Regions from separate parts of the Triticum aestivum genome. Here region 2 is linked to region 1. A link is a contact called in public Hi-C data. All regions are on one chromosome and are shown on one strand. Each heading gives the region's core, a stretch centred on a gene start, on an enhancer-like site or on the middle of the called end of the contact. The rest is flanking DNA. Distances are from core to core; before and after follow the strand shown. Region 1 holds the start of LOC123054000 (probable low-specificity L-threonine aldolase 1). Region 2 holds the start of LOC123054001 (3-hydroxyacyl-[acyl-carrier-protein] dehydratase FabZ).

Region 1 (5,253 bases), core at 979-3,478:
ATCGACTGTAAACTGTTTGATTTTCTTCAGTCCATCTGAACAATTGGACAAGACAAGCAAATTCAGGGTTGTATGACTTGTCATATAAATAGATAAAAGAAGTGCGAGCCCACATTGAAAAGATCATATGAAACCTGCTAAAACTTTAGCCTTCGTATGGTCATCGGCAAGCTTGCCTACCGTGTCGCGAACCGCAACATAGGCAGCAGCACAGAGAATTCCAACCTGCCTCATTCCACCACCTAGTGTCTTCCTAAGAATCTTAGCCTGAAAAAGGTATTCTTCAGATTTCCGTTACATGTTCTCTTAAGCAGCTTAAACTCAGTAGCAGAATATCCATCGTCACCTTGTATATGAAGTCCTTCGAACCAACAATAACTGATCCAACAGGAGCACCTAAACCTTTCGATAGGCATACCTGCACTTTGACGTTTAACAGAGAAATACAGTCACACATCCTATATTAGTGTAGCCCATTCTTACCCGGGTTGCATAATCTAGGAATATAGCGAGCAAATTGCTACGTACCGAAACTGAATCAGCGGCTCTCACAAGTCTATGAACAGGAACGCCGAGTGCCTGACACGACGACAGTGACGGAAAGTTTCAGGAGACTGAATATGCATACTTCGTACTTACTCATGCCGGTTTATTCTGATCACACACTACTTACCACGGAAGCGTTAAAAATACGAGCTCCGTCGATATGAAGCTTCAAGCCATGGCTTTGAGCAACCTCACCAACCTTGTCGGTGTACTCTACAGACAGACACTTCCCACCAGTGCTGCAGCAACAAGAAGAAAATTATGAACCAGATTCAGGTAAAAACACCACGGGTCATTCTGATCAGTAACATCAGCAGCAACGTGCATCAGAGAGCAACTCACTTTCCGTGTGTGTTCTCCAAGCAGATGAGCCTGGTGGTGGGATAATACATGGCCCCGTCCCGATGCCTGATGGCGGCAACGATCTTGTCGACGTCCATGGTGCCGTCGGGATTGTTGGGCACGGTCCTGGGGTGGACGCCGCCGAGGGTGGCGATGCCCCCGTTCTCGTAGATGTGGATGTGGGAGTTGTCCCCGAGGATGACCTCGCTGCCCCTGGTGTCGCAGTGCGCGAGGACGGAGACGAGGTTGCCCATGGTGCCCGACGGCACGAACAGGGCCGCCTCCTTGCCCATGATCCTGGCCATCTCCGCCTCGAAGCGCTGCGCGGTCGGGTCCGCGCCGAGGACGTCGTCGTCCACCTCCGCCGCGGCCATGGCGGCGCGCATGGCCTCGGATGGCTTGGTGACCGTGTCGGAGCGGAGGTCCACCACCTTGGTCACCATCCTGCCTGTGTGGCTGTAGCTGGAGCTCACGCTTCAGCAGGATCACGTACGACTCAGGAGCTAGAATGGTCCATATGAAGCGTTCTGTTAGCAGCGCACTGTAAATCTTGGATGCACCAGTGAGTGGTGCAATTTTTCGTTCGGTAAGAGAAAATTTCATGCCAAATCAACATCTTGCAAGCTGTCAACTAATCAAGAACTCCCACACGTACGGAAAACCAAAAAGGAGACGTCATTTTTTTACATTGCACAGGAGTGCCCGGAACTTGGCACGCAGCGGACAGACACGGCCTCCACTCCACGGCTCAGCACGCACACACGCCAAATGTGTGCAGGTGCAACCAGGAAGGATACATACAACTCTATCCGTCCAACAACCACAAACTTTGGCGCCTTTTCGGGGACCATGCCGATGCATGTCACGCATTTCCTCTGAGATTTTTGGAAAACGGCGAAAGGATGAACACCCGCACGGCGGCTTCAAGAAGAATGGAACTGTGGTTGGGGGTGGAAGGGAACGAAGGGGCAAATTAACGTGGCACCGCGCATCGCAAGGTGGTATCATCGTTGAGGAACAACAAATATTTTAGCAATCTACTCCTATCCATGGCACGAAACGAGGAGGAGAGGAGACGAGTGCGCGCGCGTTCGTGCATCATCAATCCGTAATAAAACAGTGAATAAAACTTGATACTAGAAGAGGATGAGGAGGGGGGGTCTGAGGGGCTGAGGCGCACCAGAATCCCTGGACGAGGCGGAGCCCGATGGAGCCGAGGCGGAAGGGAAAAGAAGAGCTGAGTGGAGAGTGGTCCGTCTGGCTTCGGAGCTGGCCTTGGCCGCTGCGGAGTCGCGCTTTATACGTGACGACGAGGGTTGGGCGCCGCCTGCCTGAGGAAGAGGAGCTGGACGAGACGCCGTACGTTTACCTTACCTAGGCGCCCTCACGCGATCGGCCACGCCCGTTTCTTGACCACTCGTTGTCACGTGCCCGCGGGCGCCTCCACGTAGGACAGCGCTGGACCGTTGCTTTTCTTGGCCGCCTCCTTCCCTCCAGCTGTGGGTGATAGTCCTAGTAGATGCGTCACGTCCTCCAACTCCAATGGTACCGGAAAAGGGAAGAGGCCAAGAAAATCAGCCTAGTGCCGGCTGTGAAATTAGCCGGGACGGTCCAATACCGAATGGTCGGTCTGCGTCGGCCTACTCAGCTCACACAAAGATACCAAGTGGTAGAATAATAAGAATATTCAGCACGCAAACGCCGCCAACCAGAACTCGTCTCTCGTTCGAGTTTGTACACTTGCACCGTGGAAATGTTCTCTGAAAGAGGCATGCACGCACTTGATTCGGTACGCATTTCACCTTTCGACCGGGCTACCAGCGACACATGTTACATGCGTGGCAAGTTGCAGTTAAGGCTGGCTTCACTGGAGGCCATCTTCCACAGACCATCCATAGGTGTCTAGACAGAATTCTGCAAGACTCTCTCACTTGTCCCGTAGCATGCATTGTTGAAAGTATATGGTCTCAGAGTACAAGTTGGTTTTGGTGGCCTCGCTTGCGACCGGGGTCCTAGCTAGGCCACCAGATATTTTGCCTTGCATTTCACAAGGTGGCTGCCGAGAATGCAAAAGGTAACTACGGTGCAGCTGATGAATCATCGTTATCACACCAAGTGTCAGTCCAAACCAAAAACGCGCACAAGAGTGGACGTATGTTTTTCTCCCTCTTCTTGCTATCTTGATGACGATGTGAGCTCAATCGCCGGTGCTGAGTAGCTTCACTGCTGGCGGATAGAGTTGGGCTGGACGACCCGTGCACGGCCGCCTCCTGCAAGTCCCGTACCAGATCAGCCTTTTGGGTCGGCATGATAAGCCCCCGCGTGCTTCTTTGCTTGGCTGGTTCCTCGTTCCTGCAAAACACTCGTGAATCGTGGTGGTGCCGTCTGATGCAAATGTCGTGGTAGGTCCACTAGTGTGCGTGGACTCTCCATCCAAGCACATCTGATCCTTTTTTCCTTCGGAAATCACTTAAGGCCTCTTTGATTCGCGGGATTATGAAAATGTAGGAATAGAAAAAATAGAGGATTGAAGTGGCATGTCCACTTGAATCTTATAAAGTTAGCAAGGAGTGAAAAGTGGTTGAAGTGGATGTTAGATTTTCTATAAAATGTAGTACAAAAGATTTCATGAGAAAAATTCCTATGAGAAGCAATCCTATGAATTAAAGGACCAACATAGGAAAAAATCCTAAGGATTTCAATCCTCCGAAATTCATATAGAATTCCTTTGAATCAAAGGAGTCCTTAGATCTTTAACCAACCAACGGCACAAACACCCCTAAAATAAACAAACACCCTTGAAAAATAAGAAATTACATCTAAGTTTCTCGGGACTGGCCGTCTTCATCCTTCAGACGGGTCGATGCCACATGCCCACGCCGTAGCATGCTACTTCGACGGTGGAGCCAGCCTGCAGTTGTTGATCACGGACAAAAAGTTACGAACACCATGGTCCTGCTGGATCAGTGCACTGGTGAAGAAGACAAAGCTGAAGGACGAAACTGCAAAGGAAGCCGCCAACACTGATGTGACGCCCGGATAATTAAACTACAATAATCCTCTACTAATGGTGCCACGTCACCTCCGTTACTGTTGCTAATCTCTCGTTAGTTCAAAAAACCGATTCAAATTCAAATTCAAAATCAAGCAAACAATAAAAGTTTTCAAATATTAAAACTAAAATGTCCGGAGTGAACCAAATAATGCACAGGTAATTATGGTGGAGAAACCACACCTTTATAAAATATTTAAATACTATAAGATAAATAAAACAGTAACGAAAACTATTATTTAAATACTTTTAGTTATTAAATAATTATGAAACTATTTTAGCTTGGGTAGCAAGTTAATGTGGCAGTGGCATATTTGGTAATATCAAATACGGTGCCATTTTGGTATTTTGCTAACACAAAAAAGGAAACTAAAAGAAAACAGAAAAGTAAAATAAATAAAAGAAAAGAAAAGAAAACTAGCAGAAAACAAAATGAGAGAAGGAAACCCCCTCCCACTGGGCTCAGGCCCAGCAGGCCACCGGCCCAGCTGCCGGCCAGCCTAGCCGGCGCTCCCTTATCATCTCCCCCCCCCCGAAACCCTAATCTAACTGCACCACTCCCCCCACTCGCGCCCCCACTCTTCCTCTCCCCCGATCCAATCGGGATCGGGCCTGACGCCGCGCCTTCCCGGATCCCGTCGCCGGAACCACGCCGCTGGCCTCTCCGTCATTGACGCGTCCCCGTCCTCCTCACCGCCGGCCTGCCTCCCCACCGCGCGTCGTCCCCGTCGACCACCCTAACCCCCGCTGCCCCGTCCCTACGAACCCCGGTGAGGCCTGGGCCCTCCTCTCTCCTGTCCCCGTGTGCATGGGTGAGAGTATTCATGGAGAATTCCGGAGCTAGTTCCTCCGGGATCAGTGATGTCGAGCAGATGATGAAGGAGTTGGGACTGAAGGAGGAGGACTTGGACGATGTGGTCTTCGATGAGCAACCTGCGCCGCCGGAGGGGCCGAGATGGGTAGCCCTAGCTAGGGTTAACACCTCCAAAATCTACAGCCAGACTTGGTTCTTCAGAAACATGAGATCGGCATGGGATATTGCGCAAGAGGCCAGGTTCAAGCCTCTGGAGGAAAACTTGTATACGGTCACATTCACTTGCTTGGGTGACTGGGAGAGAGTTATGAACGACGGCCCATGGAATTTCAGGGGAGATGCGGTGATTCTGCTGCCATATGACGGGATAACGAAGCCGTCCACTGTGAAGCTTGAGACAATCGACATATGGATCCAAATCCATGACGTACCAGAGTTGTATGCCCATCTGGTGGCTCCTTTGGCACCAAAGGTGGGCGAGGTCCTTTTCTCTGAACCT
Region 2 (5,253 bases), core at 1,610-4,109, 200 kb after region 1:
GATTTTATAGTATCAGGGTTGGAGTCTGCGGGGCCATCAGGTGGGGACAACCCACCTGGGCGCGCCTGGAGGGGGGTGCCCCCCCCCTTCGGTGGTTCTTGACTCCAGAATTCTCTTTTATTGTATAAAAATTCCTCGAGAAGTTTCGTTCCAATCCGAGAATTTTTATTTCTGCACAAAAAACAACACCATGGTAGTTCTGCTGAAAACAGCGTCAGTCCGGGTTAGTTTCATTCAAATCATGAAAATTAGAGTCCAAAACAAGAGGAAAAGCGTTAGGAAAAGTAGATACGACGGAGACGTATCAAACGCGAGTCCACTGGTTATGCCTTTAATGAATGGACTGGTACAACTTTGATGTGCTCTAATAAGCACACATCTAAATGTGCCTGGGCAATCCAAATTAAGTTAATATGGTGGTCCCTAGGAGGCGACGACGCGGTTGTTGGGCAAGAATGTGCGGGCTGGTTACGGTCCGCTGCGTGAGGGTGTTCATCGTGTCTGCTCCGAGCGCAAGCTTGCCCGACTATGGCGGGCAGATGATGGTGGCACCTACGAGCGTCGTTCCCCTTCTCGAATGCGTCGATGTGGAGCTCTTCTACTCGCTCCATCCTCGAATCTTGTTCTTCAGGCGAGGAAACAACATCGTCCCTGTCCCCCTTTGGGGTGTTGTTTTGAAGACCCGTGAGCCCTCCCTGCGCTTCCCTTTGGGGATTTGCGACTTGTGCAGTGATAACGATGATGGCGTGCGGAGCTGGATTGTGGCTTGTCCTTCTGATGTGGACGGTCCGGATCGCCAACAAGTGCGCCTATGCTTGTTTCTCAGTATGACAGAGAAGCCGGAGCTGCATGCGGTAGGGCCCTACGGCAACGATGACTCCATGAGGGTGGTTTCGGTGGGCGGTGCTCTCCGGAGGTTGTGCCAGGTTAGGTCGATGCGAGGCATGCAACTTTCTCCTGGGAAGCGTGCCAGCAAAATCGAAGCTACCGATCCTCGATGTTTGCGGTCGATTGTTTGGCTATGGCCAACGAGGTCGTCATGTGTCATTCGTTCGATGGGGTCTTAACAGGTCGTCTGCGGCGAAGTCGCAATCAACTGCTCGAAGAGAGGTGATGACGATGAAAGGAAAGTAGTCTCGACGGCATCCTCTTCATGGCGGTGTGTGTGGTCTGGTTGGTGCCAGGTCACCCGGGCTGCCCTTTCTTATGGGCATGTTGTATCGATTTTTGCCAGGGTTTTTATTAACCAGTAAACTCTATTATACCTTCTTTTTTTAATGAATCGGCCAATTGCTGCACAGCTTACCTATCTGGTGTTTACTCTCATGTCATATGCAACCCCAATCAAAGTTCAGGTTCTACATTTTCTGCATGAATTTTGTGCAGTTATAGATATGCACAACATTACAGATTCATTGTAAGGAAGCCTGAATCTTGTGTGTGCAGACAACTCAAAGTGTGAAACCATCTAGTAGTATCTAAAAAGACAAATATTTAAGAAGAGAGGGAGTATATTCCAAAAATCTGCATAAATCATACTTATGCATCCACAGCTAGAGTACATGAGTTGCACAGATAGTCAACCACTATAATTAATATGCATGGCTAAGAAAATTAAATTGTCTGAATTCGCTGTGGGAGATGTAACACCTTGATTAAGGGTTCGGCAAGAGCGTGACGTCTGGGCAAAGCATTGACATGTACCACCTCCGCCCCAAATTATAAGACGTTTTGTTAGGCTATTTTAGTCTATCAGAACATCTTATAATTTGGAACAGAGGAAGTATCTTTTTTTAAGAAGCATAGTTTATACCACGAAACTACAGATATCGTAACCTTGTAACACCAGCAACATAGCCTGACTCGGCCCCAAAAGGCCATTACACAACTTGATGTAAAACCCAAGATAAAATTGCCTCACATGTTGTAAGTTCAGTTCACAAACTCAATTCTCTCAACAATTGAACTTGGACTCATTCTAATCAGATCTTGTGAGAGGATCACATCGCACACAAGCAGATCTGTTCACCCAGTGGCGCTAATAAGGAGGAACTCCCCCTCACACACTACATCGCCACCCACATAAGCTTTTCCTTCCATCTTTGCAAGCCCGAACTTCTTCTGATACTTGGTGAGGGTCATCCTCATGACCAAAGTGTCACCAGCAATGACTGGCTTCCTGAATCTCACCTTATCAACCCCTGCAAAGAAGAAATTGTCTTGGGATCCACCGACTTCAGGCTGCAGCATCACGATGCCCCCGACCTGGGCCATGGCCTCAACCATGAGAACGCCGGGCATTATCGGGCGCTCCGGGAAGTGGCCGGGGAAGAAGTTGTCATTTATCGTGACATTCTTGATCGCAACAGCGTACTCTCCTGCCTTGTACTCGATCACCCTATCTACCAGAAGGAAGGGGAACCTGTGGGGCAGGATCTCGCGGATCTGGTTGATGTCCATGACGGTCGGGAAGGCGGCGAACCTTTTCTCGATGGGGAGCTCCGCCGCCGCCGCACTGTCGTCGGCCGCCGCGCAGCGCGCGACGAGGCGCTGCCTCGGCGCCCCGGGGAGCGCCCGGCGGGGGAGCGCAACGCGGCCCTGGAGCTTGAGGGGAGCCGGGAAGGGGAGTGCGGCACGGCAGGCGGATCTGGGCACGGACACGGCGGCGGCTGTCTCCATTGGGGCAGCGTGGGTGCGAGGAGCAGATTGGGTATGGGATGGGGAGTAGGGTCCCGATGGGTGGGCAGGGTGCTTGAAATCGAGGGGGAGGGGTGGCGGCGATGGGAACGAGGAGGGGAAGAGGGACGAGGGTTTTGGTTTGGCTTTGGAAGCTCCGCTGCGTTTTGGTTTGGGAAGGCGATATCATCCCTCCCGGATTTCATTGGATTATTATTTTTAAGCCAGCCTGTACGAATCTTGAATGGTTAAGGCCCAAAAATACTTACACAGCCGGCACTCCATACACGGATTTTTAGCCTGGCACGGCCCACGGGCATGCTAATAAAAGAGCCGGGCCGGCCTTCTGCCCACCACGGAACAAGGCTTGTTCCCAAGGCAAGCAAACTCCAACCGGCCGACGTAAACGAACGTAGATTTGGGAAAATTCTATTGGACGCACACTGCATCAAACTGCCGGCTCTTTGCACAGGCGAGCGACCGAGCAGCGACGCGATGGGCCGGCCCAATAAGCAACAACGCCAGCCGGTTTTGGAAACCTTCTAGAAGGTTCCCTGAACTGTTTTTTTGTTTCTTTTACCGGTTTTTTTATTTCTTTTTTTTTCTGTTTCTTTTTTCTACTTTCCTCTTTCTTATTTTTTTCGTTTTCGTTTTTTAGTTCTTCTTTTTCAAGGTTATTTTACTTTTTAAAACTAAGTACATATTCAGATTTTGTTCTTAATTTTCAAAAAATGTTCGTGCTTTTAAGAAACGTTCAAAATTTCAAAAAAATGCGGTCTTCGAAAATTGTTCATAAATTCAAAAAATGTTCGGGATTTTCCAAAATGTTCTTGTTTTTCAAAAAATAAACCGAAAGCTTTTGTTCAAAATTTTCACAACTTTTCAAAAAATGTTCAGGCGTTAAAAAATTGTTCGCAAATTGCAAACAATGTTCATGTTTTCATATCTCCGGAGTTTCAAACATTTTCCCAGTTTCATAAATTGTTCACAAGTTTCAAAAAATGTTCGTGTCTTCAAATTTTGTTCAGGAGTTTTGAAATATGTTCGCTTCTCCAAATTTGTTATGGAATTTGGAAATATGTTCTGTTTTCAAGGAATTTCCATGATTCCAAACAATGATCCTGTTTTTGAAAATGTTATATTTTTTTGAAAATTTGTTCAGAAATTTTGCAAAATGTTCTTGTGTTAAATTTTTTCCAAAAAATGAAAAAAATGTTCATGTTTTCAAAAATTGTTCGTAAATAAAAAATGTTCGGGGAATTTGATAAAATTTCTCGTTTTGAATAATTGTTCGTAATTTTGAAAAATGTTCGCGCTTTCAAAATATGTTCTTCGTTTCTTTTTTGGTTTTATTTTTCTTTCCTTTTTTGTTGTTATTTTTCTTGTTTCTTTTGTTTGAAATTTTCAAATATTTTTCTCAATTTTAAAAAATGTTCTCATGTTCAAAATTTGAAAAATTGTTCGTGTTTCAATTCTGGAATTTTAAAATGTTCTTGTTTACAATTTCAGAAAATTGCTAGTAATTTGAAAATATGTTATAGTTTTCAAAATATGTTCACGATTTCAAAAAATATTTCATGGATTTCAAATAAATATTTCATGTTCGTCTTTTTTAAAAATGCATTAGCTACAGTACTCCTACAGTACCTGCAGCATGTCCTTACGGGTGCATAGTTCTTGAAAGACTGCCCTGCTTATATGTCAGCAAAACATTGATTGGTCTGTTGGCTATCGTCGCACGCACAACAGCGGGACGATCATGGTTCGATTCGCAGTAAGCACGCGCATTTACCTTTCTGTATTTTTCAATTCCGTGAAACACTGCGCATCGCCGCACAGTCAGCCCGCGAACGAAAAACCCCAACTAGTTTTTTTTTTTAGAAAACGTCGGACTTTATTAATCAAGCAAACAAGTTAAATACAAGGATTTACAGAGTTCAAACTAGACCGAGCTAAAACATGAGCTAACACATTACGATGCCGACGAACATGCTTGAAAGTCATAGAAGATAGAGCCCCACATGCCAACTTGATTTCAGCAACAAAGGAACCCACGGTGGAGCGGTCCAGGACCGAAGAGTTTAGCCGTTGAATCACCGAGAGACAATCCGATTGGAAGATCACATTAGCATAACTCTCGTCTCTGACCAACCTGGCCGCGCAGCGAAGGGCAAGAGCCTCCGCCACCTCAGGAGAAGAAACACCCGGGAGGGGTTCAGAAGCAGCAGCAACACACATGCCCGTGTGGTCTAGAACGACAACTCCAGCCGCGGCCAAATCACCGGACGGGGCAACAGCTGCATCAGCAGACACAAGCAAAGTACCAAGCGGCGGCGGAGACCACGAAGAGCCAGAAGCTGGAGTCACACGCTTAGATGCAGAGTCCGGTTTGAAAAGATGCTGGAAGATCATGTCCATATAAGCACGCACCTTCGCTGCTGTACGCTTTGGAGGAGGAGCATCAGGTTCATTCCGCGCCACATTACGAGCTTCCCAGATGTGCCAAAAGGCGACCGTCATGATGGAGGCTTCGTGCTCAGAGGCACGGGACAGGAAACTGAACAACCATTGCTTTGG

What was found. Hi-C and Micro-C count contacts between places; a contact is called where the count stands out from the background.
Region 2: a Hi-C map of leaf shows a contact between it and region 1, with 4 times the contacts expected there. The contact joins the promoter of LOC123054001 here to the promoter of LOC123054000 in region 1. A contact is called at or near these places in 2 of 5 Hi-C or Micro-C datasets (both in leaf).

Annotation. Positions count from the first base shown.
Region 1 is chr2D:485,840,139-485,845,391 of IWGSC CS RefSeq v2.1, forward strand. LOC123054000 (probable low-specificity L-threonine aldolase 1) reads right to left here and starts at 2,229. Exons shown (of 10, transcript XM_044477638.1): 1 at 2,069-2,229; 2 at 889-1,391; 3 at 674-785; 4 at 529-579; 5 at 347-418; 6 at 135-267; 7 at 1-35. The coding sequence starts at 1,331.
Region 2 is chr2D:486,043,519-486,048,771 of IWGSC CS RefSeq v2.1, forward strand. It overlaps LOC123054001 (3-hydroxyacyl-[acyl-carrier-protein] dehydratase FabZ), which reads right to left and starts at 2,860. Exons shown (of 1, transcript XM_044477640.1): 1 at 1,833-2,860. The coding sequence starts at 2,679. The coding sequence ends at 2,026.